2 separate regions of the Cricetulus griseus genome follow, and region 1 is linked to region 2. Evidence: chromatin contacts called from public Hi-C data. All regions are on one chromosome and are shown on one strand. The core of a region is the stretch at or near the end of the contact, and the rest is flanking DNA. Distances in the headings are between cores, read along the strand shown. Region 1 holds the start of Pebp1 (phosphatidylethanolamine-binding protein 1). Region 2 holds the start of Taok3 (serine/threonine-protein kinase TAO3).

Region 1 (3,103 bases), core at 203-2,702, 170 kb before region 2:
ATTGATTGTCAAGATGACAAGATTTAGAATGACGAAGGAGTCAAACCTCTGAGTATGTTTGTAAAGAAGCTTCTAGACTGGGTGAAGTGAGGTGGGAAGACCCACATTAACTGTGGGTGCATCATCCAATGGATTGGTGTCCTGGACTTCATAAAAATGAGATATCGAGCTGAGTACCAGCATTCATCTCTCTCTGTTTCCTGAGTACAGGTGCAACGTGATGAATGCCTCGTCACCATGCCTTTCTGCCTTTCTACTCTCAAGCTTCTAGCCAAAATTAACCCTCCCTTTTTTACTGTGCACTTGGGCACTTTGTTGCAGCATGAGAGAAAGGTAACTAAGAGAAAAAAAAATGTAGACAGTATGTGCATTTTCATGTGTGGAGTATATGTTGCATGAGTTTCTTGTTTAAAATTTTAATTTATTTTTTAATCTTTCTTATATAGGAGCCACGTGAGCCCACAGATCCTGCCACCCCATCCAGGAGGCACTGCTCTTAAATGAGAGGGTCTCCTTCCACAATTTTCCTCTGACCTCTATACTCAGACCTGTGACAAGAATGTTCAATACTCCACTCCTAGCCTCCCGCCCCACCCCCGCCCTTACTCCTCTCAGTCCACACTGTTAATGCCGCTTTCCATTTTTCTCTTTCAGGACCCCTGGAATGACCTGGGAGCCACCCAGGGAATAGCCACATTCCGAGGCTATCTGATTGGCAACCTGAATTCAATTTTGTCTTATAAAGTCACTCTGTCCCTAGGAGAACGTTCCGGTCTGAGAAAAGCAGTCGCCATCTTCACAAGCTCAGCTGCTGCTACGGTCAATAAGGGGCTAGTGGACTGCTGGCTGTCTCATAGGAGGCAGAGGTCGTTGAAGCATCAACTGAGATCCAGTCACTCCTCCCAGCTATTTGTATACAATTCTGATCTAACTTGCAGGCATACCGGCTGGAAGGTTTATTAAAGAATTGTTCCAGTGTGGGCATTGGTGGAGCCATGTGCTGGGTGCAGAACTTTCAGTCTGGTGCTTTGTGGTCACCCGCATTCTGCAGAGAAGCCCAACAAATTTATTGATTTCCCCCGGGGTTGAACTTTGGTGGCATTAAAAAAAAAAAAAAAAAAAAAAAAAAAAAAAAAAAAAAAAAACGTTTAAAACAACAAAAGATAATGTAGGGAAGAAATGGCGCTCTTTTAAGAAACTCAAGAGAAAAAGCAAGGCCTTATCACTGGGAATTTCGAAATGGGGCAGAGAGTCTTCTAAGCAAAGAAGCCGCAAATAATAATCTAAACTGTAGTATTGAATCAGTATCCCTGCAGGCACTGGAGCGGGAAGGCGTGCCCTCACCCTGGCGCTTGGACCGCCCAGCTGCGGTTCAGCCAATCAGAGGGCGAGGAGGGGCGCGGTCTGGCTTGCGATTGGCCGAGCGGCGGCAGATAATTGCGCAAGCGTCCTGGGTTCGCGGCACTCGGAATCAGCGCGTGTGTGCACTCCCTTGTTGTCGCCATGCCTGCCGACATCAGCCAGTGGTCCGGGCCGCTGAGCCTGCAGGAGGTGGACGAGCGTCCCCAGCACGCGCTGCGGGTCGCCTACGCCGGGGTGGAGGTGGACGAGCTGGGCAAAGTGCTGACGCCCACCCAGGTACCGCGCAGGCCTGAGGGCGGGGGAGGCCCGGGAGCAGCGGGATGGAGCAGGCCTCGCACCCAGGGCCTTCCGGCTCAGCTTCTGCAGCTCCAACTGCGCCACACGAGTCCCACCCGACCGCCGGAGGAATCTTATGTAACCTTTTTTAATGGTTCAGAACTTGCAGCTACAACCCCCCCCCCCCCCGCCCCCAAGCGAGCGGCCTACACTTTGCAGGGCTCCAGGCCCAGCGCCTTCCCATTACAGTCCATTTTGCTGTTGCGGGTGGTTGGAATGCTGAAGCCCAAGAGCGGCTCCAGGCTCAGAGAAAGTAGGTCTAACCCCTCTCTTTTTGTATTTAGAGTTCAGGGTTTGGGACGGTGACTTGGAAGTTTCCGTCGGAGGCCTGGCCGGTTTCCGTTGTCCCAAACTGTGCATGTCCTTGGGCGCTCTCGTTTTCTGGGCTCTTGAACTAGTTCAGTGTAGGCAGATTACACATCAGCTGGCCACTATATTGAAAGGCATGGTGCTCAGGACCCAAATAAGGTTGTGGAGAAAGTCCTGGTGCCACGGTTGGACACTTGTCCCACCATTTAGGCTGGTCTCGAACTCACAGAGATCCACCTGCCTCTGCCTCTTCGAGTGCTGGGACTAAAGGCGTGCACCACCACCGCCTGGCCATTTCTGAATTTTTAACCTCAAACTGGTTCCTTCCTACAGGTTAAGAATAGGCCCAGCAGCATTTCATGGGATGGTCTTGACCCAGGGAAACTCTACACCCTGGTCCTCACAGACCCTGACGCTCCCAGCAGGAAGGACCCCAAATTCAGGCAAGTTGGGAAAAAGATGGTGACAGGCTGTCATGCAGGTGTGACCTGTTTAGTGGAAGTCCCTTGCTAGACAGGAACACATAGATCTCCTGGGATTATTACAGCATGGTTTGTAGTGATGGGAGGATGCCTGCCTGAGCCACAGCCTCAGCCTCAGCCTCATAAATGGAGTTCTCTTTCTCTTGGTGTATAGCCCTCACACTTGTGTATGCTTTCCCACTGTATCCTCTGCCATTGTAGCCCAGCATGGAGTCGGTGCTCGGTGCACACCTGTCACCTGGTGCTCACAGTCCCTTGTTCTCTCTCTCTCTTTTCAGGGAGTGGCACCATTTTCTGGTGGTCAACATGAAGGGCAATGACATTAGCAGTGGCAAGGTTCTCTCAGATTACGTGGGCTCTGGGCCTCCCAGTGGCACAGGTCAGTAAAGTCTGCTTCAGGGGAAGGGTGTGAGGGGAGACCCCGTGAGGGTTGGGCTGGCCCAGGGGGGCTCCCTTAGGCCCAGTTTATTTCCACGTCTTACCCTGCGGGAGACACAAGCCTGCTTGCTTTCCCCTTCTGGCGAGTCCTTCCCTGTGTAGTCATCAATCTGTAGGATTGTGGGGGTTCTGATGGGGTGGGCCCTCTGTAGTCCCTTCTTGGACAACTAGAGAGT
Region 2 (3,202 bases), core at 2-2,501:
AACTTCATAGTAAAGAGATGCGAAGTCAGCCTGCTGTTTACAAGAGGTGAGGCGCTAATCTAAGCTCCACAAGGCCCTTGGCCAGCCCTTGAGATCCATGTCTTTTACTCCCGGGCCCATCACATGATCCCCCTTCCAGCGTCCGGGAACTCAACCCTCAGGAAGACCTCGGGTTCATAGAAGTGGAACATCGGTGTCCAGGTGTCAGCATTGCTGCTGTCCCCACCCAATGCCACTGGGACCCAGGCTGCTGGTGTTTTTCCCCAGGCGCCTGCCTGGCTTGCCAGGTCAGAAAGCTACACTCACGCTCTACACGCTCTCGTGGTACCCCGCTCTTCGGTGCTGGCCCTGTGCTCTGGGTCCCTCAGCCCACACCCGTTTGTCTTGTCATTTCGTGAGGACCCCTCCTGCCCCCAGCTGTCCTAAACTTTCTTGAGGTCCTCTTCACATCCATTGAGAGGGCACCGTTTTCAGAACCACTGCCCTGGCCTCCCTTGAGGTTCTTTGCTTATTCTCTTGTAAGTCTCTCTTGGGTCCCCCTCCTTCATTCCGCTGCCTGGGTTCTCTCAAGTTCATTTGCTCAATCTGCAGTCTCGGTCCCTCTTAGTGTCTCCTCCGCTCATCCCACGGTTCCGGTCCCTCTCTGGGTCCGGTCCGTTCTTCTCACTGGACCATCTGGGGCTGATCTCCTCGTTCATCCCGCCGTCGCAGTCTCTCCGGGGTCCTCTCGCTCATCCCACTGGCCCGGGTCCCTCTCCAAGTCTCCTCTTTGATCCCACTGCCCACTCCCGTCTTGGGGTCCCCTTGCTCACCTGCGGTATTTCTCGGTGCCCTCTCATCTTGCTTTCCCCATTCCTCTCGGAGTCCCCTCTCACCCACGGTCCCACTCGGAGTCCCCTCCTCACTCCCCGTCCCGGTCCTTCCCGGTCCCCCGAAGCACTGGCAGATCCGCTAGCTAGCAACTCCTCTCCCGGGATGCTCGTGACCGCTGCGCCGGGTCCCCGCGCCGGGACTCCGGCTGTCACTCTGGCGCCCGCGCTCTCACCTCAGCGTTGTCACCCGTGGCCCGGACGCCGCGCGCCTCCTCTCCCTCGTGCCCCGAGTCGCTCTCGTGTTGGCTCCTCACGTGCTGGGTCCCCACGTGCAGCCTCCGCTCGAGAGCCCGCGTCGCGCCCCACTCTCCACGCAGGACCCTGGCTGCCGCCGCTGCTGCTGTCCGAGGTGCGGCTCCGCCAGGGGTGGCCAATCGCACCCGACTGCGCGGAGCGCGCCCCGCCCCCGCTCGGCCCCGCCCTCGACCCCGCCCCCAGCCGCACTCTGATAGGCTCTCTATTGACCTTCCCTGATCCCAGGCCTCGGGGGGGTTCTTGCCTCATATAGGCGTTCTATTAGACTTCCCTGGGAAGGCCGACCGGTCGATGGATCCAGGGGATTGGCGGATCTGGGGGAGTGGGCGGGTCCAGTGGGGGCGGGGCTCTCTTAAACGCGGAAGCTCTCTCAAATTGTGTTACCCGTGGCCCTCTAGGGTGCGGCCAGGCTTGTTTGTGCAGCACAGGGGTCAGAGTTCGTGGCTCTCTTCCCCATGCCTTGCCTTTTCTTGGGAGACCACCGTGGGAGAGCTTGTGGGACGGACCCGATCTCTTAGGTCTCTCGCTTAGGTCTTTCGCAACTCCTAGTCTCCCCCCCCTCAAGGCAAGCTTTCCTCCTGGGGGCTTGTAAATATTTCCTAGGTCTCAGACAGGGGGATGGCGTTTTCTTGCCTTGCGTTCAGTGGACGTCAGTTTACTGATGGAAAGGAGAGAAAAAAAAAAAAGCAAAACCCAAAAAACTGTAGACCAGATAAACACTCTATACAGCTAAGTACTTAACGCGGTCTGGACACATTTTGAAAAGTCAAGTCTTTCCATTCGTGGCGCGATGTGATGTGAACACCAATAACTAATAACTCTGCAGGCAGAGGCAGGAAGATCGCCTCAAGTTTGAGTTCAACCTGGGGTAGATAGCTAGACCCTGTCACAGAAGAAAAAAAAAGTGAAAAAAGAAATAATCATTTCGTGAGTTTTGATTATTATTGTTGTACAAGGATCTGGGGTAGGGAACCCCGTTAACTTTGGCAAGGTTCCAGCAAGCATATTCAGTTGAACCTCTTTCAGGGCCACAGGCTTTCAGGAACCAAAGGTGGAAGGACACTGAGTTCTGACCCCAAGTGCACCCTGCAATAACCTGGATCCGTCCTGAGCCACGCTGAAGCATAGTGTTTGCCAGGGATTAAAGTGCACCAGGACCAGTCTCATATTTTTGTGGAAATGGCTGTGTTGCTTCAGTTAACGGTAGAAGCTCAAAATAGCTTTCTGCAGGGGCACATTTTCACCCTAGGCCTTGGCAGACGTAGACACGCCTTATCGCTAAGTAAATGCTCTACAAACTTTTTTTTTCTTATTTATTTGTTTATCTAAGATTGGGTCTCACTGTGTAGCCCTAGAACTCTGCGTAGATAGTTTGGCCTTGGACTCAGAGATCTATCTGCCTGTCCCTGATGTGTGGTGGCCACCACACTTACCCCTCCCCCTTTTTAAAAAAGCATGTCATAAAACTGCTCTTTTCCCAAATTTGCATACTAAACTTTGTTTGCAAATCAAACTTCATCCCAACCACTGGGCACCCTTAAAATCTGGATGGTGGGAACACAGAGGCTTCCTGAGAAGGCCTGAAGTTGTGAACACAGGGCTCCAGGGTTTGAGTTTCAGGTCAAACTCTGAGGTAGGTATTTACTAAGCAGACTGACTGAGTACCATATTAGGGAGAGAAGCAGTGGTGGACTTTAAGGGGTGAAACTTGATTTTGAAGAAAACTTAGGCTTTATAGGCAAAGTTGGCTTATGGAACAAATAAATAAATAGATAAATAAAAGAATAAAAGTTGGCCAAGCCTAAAGTCACAAAGGGTTTTTAAAATGTAGTTTCCCTGTTCCAGAAGAGCATTTAATACATAAATTGCTCATTGGGCCAGCTCTGCTGTCTCCATGGAAGAAAAGGGGTAACTGTCATCACCCAGGTTTGTGTCTTTGTTATACACATACAACAGAAACCCATGACTATTAACGAAGGACAAGCAATCAGGGAGACAGAAATAAAAGCAAGCAAGATTACAAGAGAAGGGCCCAGCTTCTTGTAACCATTTAGTAACAAAACCAACTACTTTTT

Evidence for each region. Hi-C and Micro-C count contacts between places; a contact is called where the count stands out from the background.
Region 1: a contact with region 2 is called in a Hi-C map of the CHO-K1 cell line, with 7 times the contacts expected there. The contact joins the promoter of Pebp1 here to the promoter of Taok3 in region 2. A contact is called at or near these places in 3 of 8 Hi-C or Micro-C datasets (the CHL-YN cell line and the CHO-K1 cell line).

What each region holds. Positions count from the first base shown.
Region 1 is chr4:97,253,670-97,256,772 of CriGri-PICRH-1.0, reverse strand. It overlaps Pebp1 (phosphatidylethanolamine-binding protein 1), which reads left to right and starts at 1,452. Exons shown (of 4, transcript XM_027414188.2): 1 at 1,452-1,638; 2 at 2,341-2,450; 3 at 2,768-2,868. The coding sequence starts at 1,504.
Region 2 is chr4:97,081,470-97,084,671 of CriGri-PICRH-1.0, reverse strand. Taok3 (serine/threonine-protein kinase TAO3) reads right to left here and starts at 1,251. Exons shown (of 21, transcript XM_027414190.2): 1 at 1,046-1,251.